2 separate regions of the Ovis aries genome follow, and region 2 is linked to region 1. Evidence: chromatin contacts called from public Hi-C data. All regions are on one chromosome and are shown on one strand. Each heading gives the region's core, a stretch centred on a gene start, on an enhancer-like site or on the middle of the called end of the contact. The rest is flanking DNA. Distances are from core to core; before and after follow the strand shown. Region 1 holds the start of HECTD3 (HECT domain E3 ubiquitin protein ligase 3). Region 2 holds the start of HPDL (4-hydroxyphenylpyruvate dioxygenase like).

The links. A called contact is a pair of places that touch in the nucleus more often than the background predicts.
Region 2: a Hi-C map of tail adipose tissue shows a contact between it and region 1, with 6 times the contacts expected there. The contact joins the promoter of HPDL here to the promoter of HECTD3 in region 1. A contact is called at or near these places in 13 of 16 Hi-C or Micro-C datasets (blood, hypothalamus, liver and 6 more).

The regions. Positions count from the first base shown.
Region 1 is chr1:19,658,045-19,665,896 of ARS-UI_Ramb_v3.0, reverse strand. It overlaps HECTD3 (HECT domain E3 ubiquitin protein ligase 3), which reads left to right and starts at 4,473. Exons shown (of 21, transcript XM_015091944.3): 1 at 4,473-4,931; 2 at 5,089-5,249; 3 at 5,480-5,572; 4 at 5,652-5,787; 5 at 6,034-6,149; 6 at 6,233-6,346; 7 at 6,490-6,572; 8 at 7,016-7,181; 9 at 7,394-7,475. The coding sequence starts at 4,563. It overlaps UROD (uroporphyrinogen decarboxylase), which reads right to left and starts at 1,870. Exons shown (of 10, transcript NM_001012341.1): 1 at 1,837-1,870; 2 at 1,037-1,149; 3 at 836-915; 4 at 698-760; 5 at 284-481; 6 at 19-180. The coding sequence starts at 1,856.
Region 2 is chr1:19,961,375-19,969,226 of ARS-UI_Ramb_v3.0, reverse strand. It overlaps HPDL (4-hydroxyphenylpyruvate dioxygenase like), which reads right to left and starts at 3,039. Exons shown (of 1, transcript XM_004001909.5): 1 at 1,369-3,039. The coding sequence starts at 2,775. The coding sequence ends at 1,603. It overlaps MUTYH (mutY DNA glycosylase), which reads left to right. Exons shown (of 17, transcript XM_060405296.1): 17 at 615-799. The coding sequence ends at 746. It overlaps LOC105608026 (a long non-coding RNA gene), which reads left to right and starts at 6,566. Exons shown (of 4, transcript XR_003589314.3): 1 at 6,566-6,736.

The sequences.
Region 1 (7,852 bases), core at 3,224-5,723:
CTCTCCCTCAGGTCTTACCTGGGCACCAGCAGCCACTTGTCCCACCAGATAAGGGACAAGAGCATCAGTGAGGATGCGAAGCAGCTGGTGACTGGCTTGTGGTCTCTGGTAAAGCCAGCGCTTGGCCTGAGACATGGTGCTTGAGCCGCCACCTTCAACCATGTATGTCATCAGAGTCCACTACAAAAGGCAAAAGCCAGATTGACACTTCCTTCCCTTGTCTTCACCCAGACCTGCCAAAGTAACTTCTCCAAGCCCAAGTCCCTGCCCTGCTCCATATTACCGGGGCACCAGCAAAGCCAATCAGTGGCACACGCCCAGCCAGCTGCTGTCGAGTGAGGGTGATGGCCTGGAACACATAGCCCAGCTCAGAGGCCACTGTTGCTGGATCCCGGAGGCGCTCTAAGTCCCGCTCTTCTCTTAATGGTTCTGGGAAGCTGGGCCCTTTGCCAGGCACCATGGTCACCTCCATGCCCAGTGCCTGGCAGGGGAGAAAACATCTGGGTTCCCAACCTGTAACTCCTGGAGAATGAGATCTGTTCAATCCATGCCAGGAAGGAGGAAAAGGAGAATGAAACTCGGCCAAGCTCCATCTCCTCCAGCCTATTTTTCCCTCTGTCCCGTAAGGGTAAATGCTTTTCTTGAGCCTTGACTGTCCTTTCTGTTTTATACGTTTGAGTCAGATCTGAGCAGGTACCTGGGGTACGACAAGGATGTCGGAGAAGATGATGGCAGCATCCAGAGGGAAGCGACGCAGTGGCTATAGGGAACAGAACACAGATTGCTAGGTGGCCTGCGGAGGACATAAATCCCTCCTCTTTTGTCGACCTCTCACCTGCAGGGTAAGTTCACAGCAGGCTTCTGGGGAGCGACAGGTGCTGAAAAAGTCCTGGGCAGCCCGAGTTTCCCTAAACTCTGCAGACAGAAAAGGTAAGGCAGGGCTCAGCCTTAGGGAACCTCCAAGAGCCCTTCTCTGCCCCTCCAAAACTTTTCACTCTCCAGAGTTTTACCTAGACTCCGAGGCCCTGACCCTGACCTGGTAAGTAGCGTCCTGCCTGCCGCATGCACCAAACAGGAGTGTAGTCTGTTTCTTCTCCCCAGGCTGCTCGCAGGAAGGTGTCATTCTTAAGTTCCGGAAAACCCTGAGGTCTGGGGATCAAGAGGAGGGAAGGGTAGGTCTCAGTAAACTAGGCTGGGGGTTGGGCAGGGCTTGGGTTCTAAAGGCGGATACAGTCCATCCAGCACCGCTATCTGCCTTCTCCAGACCAGCTACCAAGCTGCGCCTCCCCGCCGATTCTGCCCTCTCTCTGCCTATCAGGTGGTGTACAGGACTAGAAGGGCCGGTGCTGGGGCCTTTACCCTACGCATAGTCCCAGTTTCCCCAGCCTCCCCAGTTTTCCCCTTCCCACTGGCAGGACTAGGAGAGTGGGGGTGAGGAGACGAAAACTCACTTAGGAGAACTGGTGGGGGGAGAGCATGTCTCTCGAACAAGGGTATCCATGGGCTAGTTCCAGGGCTGGAAGGTTTTGGGGCTGAAAAATCTCCAGGCGGGGGCGGGTAGTCATGGGGGAATCAGAGATGGAAGTCCGAAATGGGGATCTTAGTTGAGGATTAGAAAGTCCTGGGGGCGTATCCTAAATTAAGGTCTGGGGTACGCAGTCCAGCTAGGTAGTCCCTGGGATGAATATTTTAAGAATCCATGGTTGGAGGATTTGGAATCCCAGCGACTTGGGTTCTCCGGACTGGGGAAGAAGGGTATAGGAACAGATTCCTAGGCTGGAAGATTCAGGTCAGAAGCCCCTATGACCACACTGCGTGGTGGTCCAGGGAACTCACCTAGACTCTTTCGCCTCCATGATAAGCTGTCGGTAAACGCGAGCACAGTCCCCGTTATAGACTGAATCTGAGCCTGCCCTCTGCCCAGGCTCCGCCTCTTCCAGGGATGAACCAGGGCAGTCGCCATATTGAAGGTCACATGATCAGACTCCCGCTACCGCTCCTGGGCTGCCCCAGCGGCTGCCGGTAGGACCCCACCCCTAGTCTCTTCACCGTAAAGTCAGCTGTAGCGACGCAACAACAAACACACATCCATCCCCACCCCCCGAAAGAACTTTGCTGTAAATACACTTTGCATGGTGTGAGGAGTTTGCTCTCCTCTGACGGCCTGGGAATCCCAGAAAACTCGGCCCAAGGCTCACTTTTCACTCCCACTCTCCACGATTCTAATAATTTTATGCCGGGCTCAACCAGCCACAACTGTGGTAGAACAAAGTTGTACAGGAAACTGAAATAATTAAATATTACCTAGAAAGAGGCGGGCACTATAGTAGGTGCAAAGGTTACAGTAGTGAACACGGCATTTTCTTCCTCTAAGGAGCTACAGACTGATGAGGAAACAGAAATCAGCAATCACAATGGTAAATGTTTTAAAAGGAAAAAGCTAGACGCAAGTAGCAAGGACTCCATTTAATTGGGGAAGGCAATGGGATATTACAAGCAAAGGAAACAGCATGTGCAAAGAGAAGATGCAAAACAGCAATTGGGTTAATGGAAAACAGGATATCAAGCTAGTGGATTTAAATAATCTGGAACTATCCACAGAGTTCAGCTCATGCAGGCCTTTGTTAAATGCACGTATTCACTTTATCTTGTAGTAGTGTGACAGGGTACAAATAGCTTGGAGAAATCAGAAGAGAGGCACTGTGTTCCCAACTTACTGAGAAAAAAGTGGAAAACTCTCAAAATTACATGGGATTATTTATTTCCTGATACCTTTATTTGATAACTACATCAAAACAAAGTTTCCACCCAAGTGTCCCTCAACAATGAATGGATAAACAAAATGTAGTGTATTTATACAATGGAACATTATTCAGCCATAAAAATAAAATCCTGATACATGCAACAACATTGTTGTAACATTATGCTGAGTGAAATAAGACACAAAATGGCAAATACTGTATCATTCCACTTACATGAAATATCTAGAATAGGCAAATTCATAGAGGCAAAAAGTAGATTAGAGCTTTAGCAGATTAGTCCCCAGGGACTAGGGAGTGGGGACAAGGAGGAGTTATTGCTTAAGGATACAGAGTTTCCTGTTTGGGGTGACAAAAAAGTTTTGGAAATAGATAATTGTACACTTTAAAAAAACGGCCAAGATTGCAAAATTTGTTATTATTTACTATTAAAAATTTATGTTATATTTAAAAAACAGTGATTTGTACACTTTATATGATATGAGTTACATCTCAGTAAACTTTTCAATAAACAAGGGTGGGGGTGGGACAAATTTTCCTTTTCCTCCGTGATTATACATCACTCAGTTCAGTTCAGTCGCTCAGTCCGACTCTTTGAGACCCCATGAATCGCAGCACGCCAGGCCTCCCTGTCCATCACCAACACTAGACAGCATATTAAAAAGCAGAGACATTACTTTGCCAATAAAGGTCCGTTTAGTCAAGGCTATGGTTTTTCCAGTGGTCATGTATGGACATGAGAGTTGGACTGTGAAGAAAGCTGAGCACCGAAGAATTGATGCTTTTGAACTGTGGTGTTGGAGAAGACTCTTGCAGTCCCTTGGACTGCAAGGAGATCCAACCAGTCCATTCTAAAGGAGATCAGTCCTGGGTGTTCATTGGAAGGACTGATGCTGAAGCTGAAGCTCCAATACTTTGGCCACCTCATGCAAAGAGTTGACTCATTGGGAAAGACCCTGATGCTGGCCTCCCAGCATCAGGAGGAGATGGGGCAGGAGCATTGGGGGCAGGAGGAGAAGGGGACGAAAGAGGATGAGATGGCTGGATGGCATCACCGACTCGATAGACATGAGTTTGGATGAACTCCAGGTGTTGGTGATGGACAGGGAGGCCTGGCATGCTGCGATTCATGGGGTCACAGGGAGTCGGACACGACTGAACGACTGAACTAAACAACTTCTGTACGTGGTTTGTTTGTTTTTGCCTCCTCTTTTGCCACGTTGGCCTTTCCTCTCATTTGGTTTAGGATTACTGGGAGAAACTGGATAATGATCCCCAGTGCCCTGAGGTTAAGAGTAACCACTAGGAACAAGTCTAAATGACTCAAGAGTCCCATCAGCAGCCAGGCTGGGGAGGGATCATTTTCCCAAACATTTTAGTCACACTCGTCCTAGGATGGGAAACCTGACAGGATAGCTAACACATTCAGTTGGTTGTAGTGAGGCTCACTGGGAGCAGGGAAGCTCCAGGAGGTCGAAGGAATAGCGTTTCGGGCTCGGGCTCGATAGGATGGATGGTGGCTTAAAGGAGAGCAGTAGCAATGGGAATGGAGTGGGGAGATTGATCAGGTAGAAACTTCGGAACTTGGGTCTGGCTGACTGAGTGGAAGGCACAGAAATAAATAACAGGATTTAGTACCCAAGTACACAGAACAATACGGCGACACATGAGGTGCGCTTAGTCCAGAACTTACGGCGAAGGCTGGTCGAGGGCGGGGCTAAAGGTGGTGGGAAGCTCTGTCTGCTGGTTCTGCCGAATCTCCTGCGCCCGGATCGCCCCGGGGCTTCCCTGGGCCATACCGCCATGGCTGGCCCGGGTCCGGGCGCGGCGCTAGAGTCCCCGCGACAGCTGCTGGGCCGTGTACGCTTTCTGGCGGAGGCAGCGAAGAGCCTCCGTGCCGGGCGGCCGCTGCCGGCGGCGCTAGCTTTCGTGCCGCGCGAGGTGCTCTACAAGCTTTACAAGGACCCGGCGGGACCGTCGCGCGTGCTGCTGCCGGTGTGGGAGGCGGAAGGCCTGGGGCTGCGTGTGGGAGCCACGGGCCCGGCCCCCGGTACCGGCTCTGGGGCCCTCCGCGCGGCCCGCGACAGCATCGAGCTGCGGCGCGGCGCTTGCGTGCGCACCACAGGCGAAGAGCTGTGCAACGGCCACGGGCTCTGGGTGAAGCTGACCAAGGTGCAAAAGACCCCGGGGCCAGGGAAGCCCCTGGCTGTTCCCCACCCCACCCCCCATATCGAGCTGACTTAGCGTCCGGTGCCCTTCGCCCTGGGCTGGGCAGGGCGGGCCGCTGGCAGTTCCCTGACGGCTGTCCTCGTCTGGTGCGTCCCGGCAGGAGCAGCTGGCGGAACACCTGGGCGACTGCGGGCTGGACGAAGGCTGGCTCCTGGTGTGCCGCCCAGCCGAGGGCGGGGCCCGCCTGGTACCCATCGACACTCCAGACCACCTCCAGCGGCAGCAGCAGCTCTTCGGAGTGGACTACCGCCCGGTGCTCAGGTCCTGCGCTGGGATGGGTGGGGCTGCTGGCCGACTGCCAGGCCCTAGACTGGCACAGCCCGGGCGGTGTGATCTGATAGGATTGACAGCAAAAAGGGCGGGACCTAAAGGGAGCTGGGGTGGGGCTTCTGGAGGCATGGTTTAGAGGAGCCAGAGCGCTGGAGAAGGCTCCAGGGTCTTCTGCCGCCCGCTGAGGTCTCCATATCCCGTTCCCCATTCTGCGCGCACAGATGGGAACAGGTGGTGGACTTGACATACTCACATCGCCTGGGATCAAGGCCTCAGCCGGCCGAGGCATACACTGAAGCTGTACAAAGGCTACTGTGAGTAAGCTGGGATGGGCTGGGGAGGAAGGAGCTCCAGGTCTGGGCCCGACCTAATTAGGGACTTGGGGTCGCTTAGCTATGTGCCCCCGACGTGGACCTACGAGTGCGACGAGGACCTGATCCACTTCTTGTACGACCACCTGGGCAAGGAGGATGAGAACCTGGGTAGCGTGAAGCAGTATGTGGAGAGCATAGACGTTTCCTCCTACACGGTGGGTGCTGGGACTCCTCCCACCCCAAGCAAGATGTAGTAACATCCTGCTAGATTCAGAACTCTTACCTCTAAGCCACAGCCAAACCTGAATCCCCACAGGCCAGACTCAGTCCACCCCCCCAGTCTTGGAAGTCCTATAGGAATCCCTCGACACTTCCACCCTTACCAGATGGATTTCCAGCTCAGCTCCACTGTGCTTTCTCTCTTGTGCTCCCTGGCCCATCCACCTCTCTACCCTCCCCAGGAGGAGTTCAATGTGTCCTGCCTGACAGACAGCAACGCGGACACGTACTGGGAGAGCGATGGGTCCCAGTGCCAGCACTGGGTACGGCTGACCATGAAAAAGGGCACCATTGTCAAGTGAGTGGGCTCTGAACACAACAGGGTGGGTGAGCCACGTACCTGTGAGTGTAAAGACACATGTGCACCCTCTTAACCCTCAGGAAACTACTACTGACGGTGGATACCACAGATGACAACTTTATGCCTAAGCGGGTGGTGGTCTATGGGGGTGAAGGGGACAACCTGAAGAAGCTGAGTGACGTGAGCATTGACGAGTGAGTGAGCTGATCTGGGCTGGGAGGTGGGACATGATCCTGGCAGCAGGATCTGACCCAGCTTGGAGGCGTAAGGTGGACTGTGACCCCAGCAACCCCTGAAGACAAGGGGTTTCCAAAGTTCCCCATGTTCATCCCCTCAGGACCTTGATCGGGGACGTCTGTGTCCTGGAGGACATGACTGTCCACCTCCCAATCATCGAGATCCGCATCGTCGAGTGCCGAGGTGGGGCTTAAGGCCATAAGGAGGGAAAGGGAGCCCCAGCATGTAGATGGGGGTTAGCTGGCAGTGAGTGTGGAGTGAAGGAGATGGACTTGGAGTTGGGATAAAGGTGACAGCTGAACTAACGCCAAGATCTGAAGCTTTGGGGCCCAAGCCAACGGGATGGTGCCGGGTATAAGCCTGCCTTAAAGCCATAGAAGTGCTTGGGCTCACCTGGAAGAGGAATGGAGTTGGGACCTTCAGGCATCCCCATATTATAGTGGTGGACGGAGGAACTAGCACAGAATATAATCGTCAGAATCGGGCGATAGAAGGGGATCCCAAAGGTCCCGAGTTTCTAGGGGCAAAGGGTGACACAAGGCTGAGCACTGAAGAGCCATTCTCAGGTCCCGGGGCCAAAGAGGCAGCAGGCGCCGTAAGTGAGCTCACTCTGACTCTTCCCCCAGATGACGGGATTGATGTGCGTCTTCGAGGGGTCAAGATCAAGTCTTCTAGACAGCGAGAATTAGGGCTAAATGCAGACCTGTTTCAGCCCACCAATCTCGTGCGATACCCACGCCTAGAAGGCACTGACCCGGAAGTACTGTACCGCAGAGCTGTTCTCCTGCAGAGGTGGCTGTGGTCCTGGGCCAGTTAGTCCCTCCCCTGACCCCCCATCCTGAGCCTTTTGTCTGTGTGGAAGAGATCTTACATTGTATGCTATTCCACTTCAAGAGGCAGAGAGCCCCTGGGCCCTGCCTTCTCCTGTCCCTGTGTGTTGGGGGTGGTGAGTGGGTCTTACATCTATGACTTCAGCCACAATTATCTTTACCCAACCTCCCCAGATTCATAAAGATCTTAGACAGCGTCCTGCACCACCTGGTACCTGCCTGGGACCACACGCTGGGCACCTTTAGTGAGATTAAGGTGAGCCTGACTCACTCAGTGCTGGCCTTGGCAGTGGGCACCCCTTTCTGCAGTTGTTCACGCTTCATCAGAAAGTTCTTAGATCTACTCTAGGCCTAGACTTTTGCTAGGCTCTGGGAACATAGGAAGAAAGACACAAATAATCAAAATTTAGTGTTTAGGGTCCTATTTCCCAGAGAGTATGTGACATGCACAAAGCTTGGGGAGGAGAGGTGACAGCATGGACAGGGCAGGCTGTATGAAAGGTGCCCACTGGGAGTTCCTAGCTGCTCAGGATGACTTGAGAGAAGCATAGCCATAGATGTGAGTGTGACATGGGATGAGGCAGGAGGAGGTGGGCAGGAGGCTGGCCCTGGTAGCCGAGGGCACCGGGGCCA
Region 2 (7,852 bases), core at 1,790-4,289, 300 kb before region 1:
ACAGTCTGCATGACAGAGTTCACTGGGGCAAGAGGAATAGTTTTTGACCTGAAGACCTTACAGGTAGAGAGGGGACAGGAGCAAATGATGGGGACAGTAGAGTCACAGTGTGTGAAATGTTTGTACTCAGTTTTGTGGGATATGAAGTGGGGAGCTATCATTTCTATCTGGGAGATAAGAATCAGGAATGGATGCTTGGAAGAAGCAGCTGGTAATCTAGGTCCTAGAACTAAATCATTTTCTCCAGGTTTGGAAGGAGAATCAGCAGTAAAGATATTCTTTCCTGGCCCAAGAGTTGTATGAGCCAAGGTGAAGTACCATACAGCCTGTGAGCTGTTGGATTAGTTGGAGTTGTTAGCAGGACTGGCCCAGGCCAATGAAGGCCCTGAAGGATTTTAGGTGGAGAGAGGAGTCAGATTTGGCTATTAGAAAGACTACCTCAGGCTGCCTTTTAAAGAATTGATTGATTGAAGAGTTAGACACTGGAAACAGGATGGAAGCTTTACAGTATTAAGGCTAAAATCTGAGCTAGATCAGTGGTGCGAGGGGGGGGCGAGGTGCAAGGAAGACTCTCTACTGTCACTCGCTGTTTCCTTCCTTTGTCTTCTGCACAGGGTTCCAAAAGATCCCAGGTGGCCACCCTGTCCAAACGGAAAAAGTCCAGTCCAGGCCAGCAAGTCCTGGAGAGTTTCTTTCGGCCCCACGTCCCCACTGATGCACCCAGCCTCAACACTGCAGCCCAGTGATGCCTCCACCCTGCTGAGAATCCTGTTTAATAAAATACTTAGTTTTGTAGTCATTCTGGAGGCTTCCCACCCTCTCCTGAGCCCCTTCATTCCTCACCTCTGAGGGACCCAGAAAGTGGTAGAGCTCTGTTTGGTGCTGACTTCTGTTGAGCTCCCAGCCAGCCCTGGGCAGATGGAGGAGGGGGGTGTTCTGTCCTCCTCCAACCCCAGAAAGGGAGAAGGCAGCTGCAGGGAGCCCCTGCCAGTGGCTTACATCCAGCACTCGCTGGCCAGGTCTCTGATTGGAGCTGCGTTATCACCCTAGAGCAGGTGGTTGGGCTTAGCCCTGACTCAGCCCCTCCTTCCTGCAGTGGCTTCTCCCTAGGGAGCAGGGAAGCACAGAGGAGAATTTATTTTGCCTTAGACTCCTGTGCTCAGTGACTCTTTGGCGACCCCATGGACTGTAGCCCACCAGGCTCCTCTATTCATGGAATTTTCTAGGCAAAAATGCTGGAGTGGGTTGCGATGTAGATCATTTGTTTAGGGGTACATTACATATGGAGCGACACTGCAGGAAAACAAGTTTTTAATCATAATATTGGAGGTGTGGTGGAGAGAAATGAGGTCAGAAAGACAAGGAGGATTCAGAAATACTGATTATGTTTAATTTCCTAATCATATAATTCTGCTATTCTTTACACTTTGCCTATATATTAGATACAGACAATATGAGAAATACTTCACAGTTTAAAAAATCCCACCTCTCTGGACCCCTGTGAGAGTTTCAGCTTCTGGCAGGTACTGATGAGATGGAAGCCCCTAAAGACAAAAGCATTTACTCCAGGCCTCTGTGAATGTCCCTCAGTTCCAGCAGGCCCTATGCTGAACTTTCCAATGCGCCGGGACAGCCAGCTGCATCCAGCTTGGGCCCTTTGCAGGCTTCTTGGACCCTGGCAGCTTGCTCCTGCACAGACTGCCACAGGGCCCGAATGTTGCCCTCACCAAAGCCAGTGGCCCCCTGTCTCTGGATCAGCTCCAGGAAGAAAGTGTCCTCCGCAAACAGGGACTTGGTGAAGACCTGAAGCAGAAACTCTCCTCTGTCACCATCTAGCAAGACTCCCTGTTGGGCCAGCAGGTTAGGCTCCTGCCCTGCAGCCAGGATCTGCTCCTCCTTGCCTGGCTGCTGGTAGTAGGCCTTAGGAGGAGTCAGAAGCTGACCCCCAGCCCCTGCCACCCCTTCAATGGCTTCCTTGATACTGGGTGTGTACAGCCCTACGTGCTGCAATCCAGGCCCCCTGTTCCGGGCCAGAAACTGCTCCACCTGGTCCTGTCCGCTGGTGGCCCTTGGCAGGGACTCTGCCAGCACAAGGGTGGGGACAGCGCAGCCGACAGGGCCCTGCAGAGCGGTGAGCCTTAGCCCGCCAAGCCCAGACCCTGCTGGCACCTCCAGGCCCAGCTCTGGATCCTCATCTGGACTCAGTGGCAGGTGGTGAAAGCCTAGACAGTCGTGGAACCAGTGCATCAGTTTTGGGGAGCTGCTGGGGTTGCAGGCCAAGGTCAGGTGATCCACGTGGCTGAACCAGCCAGGGCCGGGTGCCGAGGGTACAGGACTAAAGCCAGGCAGGAAGGGCCCACTGAAGCCAGTGCGCTCCAGCAGAGTCAGGCTGAGGTTGCCTGCCGGCGAGCTGACCACGGCATAGGTGGCAGCGCCCTGCTCATCTCGCACGCTGACAGGGGGCACCGGCACGCTGCAGCCCAGCGCCGCCAGCGCCCGGGCGGCAGCACCCGCGTCGGCCACGTCGAAGCACAGGTTTGTGGCGCTGGGTATCCCATGATGCGGGTCCAGGCCATACAGCGGCTCTCTGGGGCCCGCGCCCTCATTCACCAAAAAGACAGCGTCGCCGCTGCTCAGAGCCAGTTGCCTCCAGCCGTCTGCTTCCCGCACTGCCAAAGGCTGAAAGCCAAAGAGGCGCTGCAGATCCCGGGCGAGGGGTAGCCCTGCCGGCACGTGGAAGGCAATATGACACAGACGGCGGACGGGCGCGGCCATAGCGGTCTGGATGGCGACCCTGGCCTGTCCTTTCCCTGGGGATGCTCACTTGTTCAGGACTCCGAGACGCTCAGTCTTGTCGTTGAAAGCCTGTGGAGTCCAATTTTGCCCGCAAAGCACCTTCCTCGATCTTTTTCTGGCAGAGGCCGCAGACGGACCCCCTTGGGGGCTTGCAGTTCGTGCTTCCGAGCTACCGCAAACTGGAGCTGCCTGGGGACCACCAAGTCTGAGCTGCGGCTTTTGAGAACCACGTGGAAGCAAGGCAGGGAAGGGGCGGGAGAAGGGGCGGAGCCAGTGACTGCAGCTGCCATGCTCCACCTTCTGCTCAGCCTGTGTCGCTGACGGTAACCCGGGGACACAGGACTGCCCCCTCCCACGGCCTCTGGCTGGGCCTCACCCTTGAGCACTGACCTTCCCATGGCCTCTGTCTGGGCCACACACCCTTGGGCACTGATTCTCCCTTCCCCCAACTCTCGAGATCACAATAGCTGCCTTCACTAGATTCCAGGCATTGGGCTCCCATTCATGTTCCAACCTCAGAGCAAAGGGAATCAGCTCTAGTTGGGGGGAAAGCCCGGATTTTCTCCCTACAAGCACGGAATTTCTTAGCAATTTTCCTGCTTTAGCTTAAAATATTTGGAGAATTTTGCTTTTAAGTCTTAATGTTCCTAACACTTAAAATGCTTTAAGTTACAAATTTTCACTCTTTCTCCAAAGTCGTGCAGAGAAATTTATGTTATAGGAAGATAGACCATTTATATAGCTCCTAATGTAGCCACACGTTCCAGGAAACAAACTCACTCAGAAGGACAATGCAGATAGTGGGGTGCAGTTTATTACACCGGCGGCCCCAAGGCAGAGTCTCCTCTTAGCCAAGGACCCCGACCAGCATATGCGAAAATCTTTTATACCCCATGTATATGTGTCTGAACCCACCACTCCAAATTCCTTGAAACTTACATAAACCAAGGAAAATACAATCCCAATAACCCCATCATTCACGTGCTGTGTGCTCACATGCTCAAACAGTCAAACAATTAGCCAATAATCAATAAACCCGAGGTTACACTCCGATTGATACAGAAAAATTTATGGCCTGGATGGAGGAAGGGGGTGATTAGTGTATGTTTTCTCTTAGGCAAAGAGTAACCTAGATATGATCTTCAAGGTTCCCCTGTCTGGAGCGGGTCTTATCCTTCTGTTGTTGTTTTCATAGGCACTAAACACAGAGTTCAGAGTCCATTGGAAAGGCGGCTGAGCATGATCAGCATGACCAGGCCTAAGATGGAGTCCAGGCCCTATGAATTCCTTCTTCACTACATGCATCTATCTTTTGGGAAATCTCTCAGTTCCACCTCTTTTTTCAACCCCACTTCTCTCTTAATATGGTTTACCCTCCTTGTCCTAAACAAGATTTAGAGGGAAAAACAAAAAACAGTGGCTCAGGATCTGAAAGGAATAGCTGCATGGGTGTCCTTTCTCACCCTCCTGACTCTATTGAAAGAAAAGTGAAAGTCACTCAGTTGTGTCCAACTCTTTGAGATCCCATGGAATAGTCCATAGAATTCTCCAGGCCAGAATATTGGAGCGGGTAGCTGTTCCCTTCTCCAGGGGATCTTCCCAACCCAGGGATCGAACCCAGGTCTCCTAAATTGCAGGTGGATTCTTTACCAGCTGAACCACCAGGAAAGCCTTAGGATTGAACAAGCCCTCCCTGCTGTTTGCAGTTTCTTGATTGGGTACTGGGCCAGAGAAGCTTAGTGGGGGCACTTCTGGTCTTGTCATTCAGAACAGTGTGAGATCCCTGGGTTCAGGAAATTAGGACTCTTTCGGAACTTCACTGGTAGCTGTTGAAGGGATTGGAAGGACATTCCAAGAAGGGCAGATGGCATAAGCAAAAGCTCAGTGAGGAGTGTGAGACAAGCCCTCAGGGGACCCACGGAGCATAAGGTTGGGGAGATAGTGGGACGGATGCTATGGTCTGAGGCATTGTAAAAGAGACTCCTTTATCAGGCAGCCTGGTGTGACAACTTATTATTGAGTTTCACTGGCAAGAGGAAGAAGGATGCAACAAGGAGACAGGGCTTAGCAAAAGGCCTGGCTGAGTGTTCAGGCCTACAGTCAGTAAGTCAGTACCTGGATGCTGGTCATTAGCGGTGAAAAGCACTTTGTGCTACTCCACACACCAGTGATTTTGAGAACATGGGCTCCAGAAGCCATTAAGACCTGGTATTAAAATTCACCTCCAATTCTGACTAGCACTTGTATAACTTCGGGCAAGTTGCTTAACCTCTCTGAGCCTTAATTTCTTCATCTGTAAAAATAGGAATAATAATAGTACCTAGTCCATGGGATTGTTATGATTAAAAGAAATAGTATATGGTATAATACATGGATGAAGCACAAGCTGGAATCAAGATTGCCAGGATAAATATTAACAACCTCAGATACGCAGATGACACCACTCTTACACCAGAAAGTGAAGAACTAAAGAGCCTCTTGATGAAAGTGAAAGAGGAGAGGGAAAAAGTTGGCTTAAAGCTCAACATTCAGAAAACTAAGATCATGGCATCCAGTCCCATTACTTCATGGCAGATAGATGGGGAAACAGTGGCAACAGTGGCTGACTTTATTTTTCTGGGCTCCGAAATCACTGCAGGTGGTGACTGCAGCCATGAAATTAAAAGACGCTTACTCCTTGAAAGGAAAGTTATAACCAACCTAGATAGCATATTAAAAAGCAGAGACATTACTTTACCAACAAAGGTCCATCTAGTCAAGGCTATGGTTTTTTCTAGTGGTCATGTATGGATGTGAGAGTTGGACTATAGAGAAAGCTGAGTGCTGAAGAACTGATGCTTTTGAACTTCAGTGTTGGAGAAGACTCTTGAGAGTCCCTTGGACTGCAAGGAGATCCAACCAGTCCATCCTAAGGAGATCAGTCCTGGGTGTTCATTGGAAGGACTGATGTTGAAGCTCAAACTCCAATACTTTGGCCACCTGATGTGAAGAGCTGACTCATTGGAAAAGACCCTGATGCTGGGAAAGATTGAGGGCAGGAGAAGAGGACGGCAGAGGAAGAGATGGTTGGATGGCATCACCGACTCAATGGACATGGGTTTGGGTGAACTCCGGGAGTTGGTGATGGACAGGGAGGCCTGGCGTGCTGCGGCTCATGGAGTCGCAGAGTCGGAAAGGATGAGCGACTGAACTGACTGACTGGGGCTACTGATGCTGAGGGTGGAGACCTGAGCAAAGCGGCCTGTAGTACGCGAGGGCGCGTGGTCCGAGAGGTGAGGTAGTGATGCCACGCCTAACACATCTGCCGTCTACAACGACAAGGTCAGAAGAGGTCGAGGTGAGGGGTGTGGAGGGCCAAGAGGTCGAATTCGTGGAGCGCTCAGTCTAGGAAGCCGGCTACCCGAGATGCCCTCTGCCTCAGAGGAAATTCGGTTCCTCAGCAGCCTCCAGCTCTTTCCCCCACCGCTTCCCCTCCCACTTTTCGCCTCTTTCCACAGGAGAGCTCTCACCGTTCAAGCCCCTCCCACCCCTCTCCTCCCCGCTCCCCACCCCTCCCGCCTTCCTCTCCTCCCCCCTCCCCTCCCGCCTCGCCCTCCTCTCCTCACCCCCCTCCCCACTCTCCTCCCGCCTCCTCCCCGCCTCTCCCCCGCCCCGCCCTCCTCTCCCCACCCCCCACCACCGCCCTTCCATGATGGCGCCCCACTCCGCCCTTCCTGGAGCCGGCTCCTCCCAAGCTCCGGACTTACTCTCTTCCTCAGAAACGCGCTCTGGGAAGGTCCCGCCTTTCAGGCGGCGCCTCTTCCGGGCCCCGACCCTTTCAAGGAGGCTCCCTGTGTGGCTCCCTCCTTTCTGGCTTTGCCCTCGCCCTTCTTCCACGTGATCCCGTTCTCCTTGAGTTCTTGACTTTTTATAAGGAGTGACCTGGAAGACCGTAAAGAAGGTGACTTTGTGCGTGTGTTTGTGTGTGGTAAAATACACATAATATTTACCATGTTCCATTTTTAAGGTATAGTTCAATGGCATTGAGTACATTCGTGTTGTGCACCCAGCCCCTCTTCCAAGTACAGAACCCTTTTCCCACAGCTGAAGCGCTACCCAGTAGATAATTCTCCACTCGCCCCTCCCCCCGGCCGCTGGCAACCGTTATTCTATTTTAATGTCTCTGTTATAGTTTTGACTACTCTGGGTACCTCATGTAAATGAAATTGGGCAGTGTGTGTTTGGTTTATTTCATTTAGCATGATGCCTGTAAGTTTCATCCATGTTGTAAAATGTCAGAATTCCGAGTTGGTGACTTTTTAATTAATTGTTGAAGGAAGTGTGGGGGCAAGAGGAACAAACGGAAAGGCTCAGAGGCAGGAATGGGGCTGGTGTGCTGGAGCAAGGGACCAGTGAAGCTGGAAGAAGATAGGGAGGAGGGCTTTTAGCCTGTTAGGACTTTGGCTTTTACTCTGAGTAAGATGGGCTTCCGTGGTGGCTCAGATGGTAAAGAATCTGCTTGCAATGTGGGAGACACAGGTTCGATCCCTGGGTAGGGAAGATGCCCTGGAGAAGGGATATGGCTACCCACTCTAGCATTCTTGCCCAGAGAATCCCATGAACAGAGAGGAGCCTGGCGGGCTACAGGCCCTGGGGAGAGAGTCTGACAGGACTGAGTGACTAACACTCACTTAAAAAAAAAAACACTTTCACTTATCTAACAAGATAGGAAGCCATTGGAGGTTTTAAGATGAAGGCTGACATATCAGACTGCATTTTCATTGAACCTAGCTGGCTGCTGAGTTGATAATAGGCTGGAGGGGTGCCAGGGCAGACTGGGGAGGCCAGTGAAGAAACTGTTGCTTCTAACATTGTCTGGAGGTCTAGGGAAGGCTTCCAGGGGAAGTTGAGACCAGACTTTTAAGTAGGAATTGAAAAGGTGAGGGGTAACTTTTATGTGTTGGAGATTGGGAGTGAAATGCTCCAGGTGGAGGACACAGCTTATACAAAGGCCTGGGAGGTGAGAGCGAGTGTAGTTGATTGACAGTTGTTAGTACAGTTGACCCTTGAACAACAT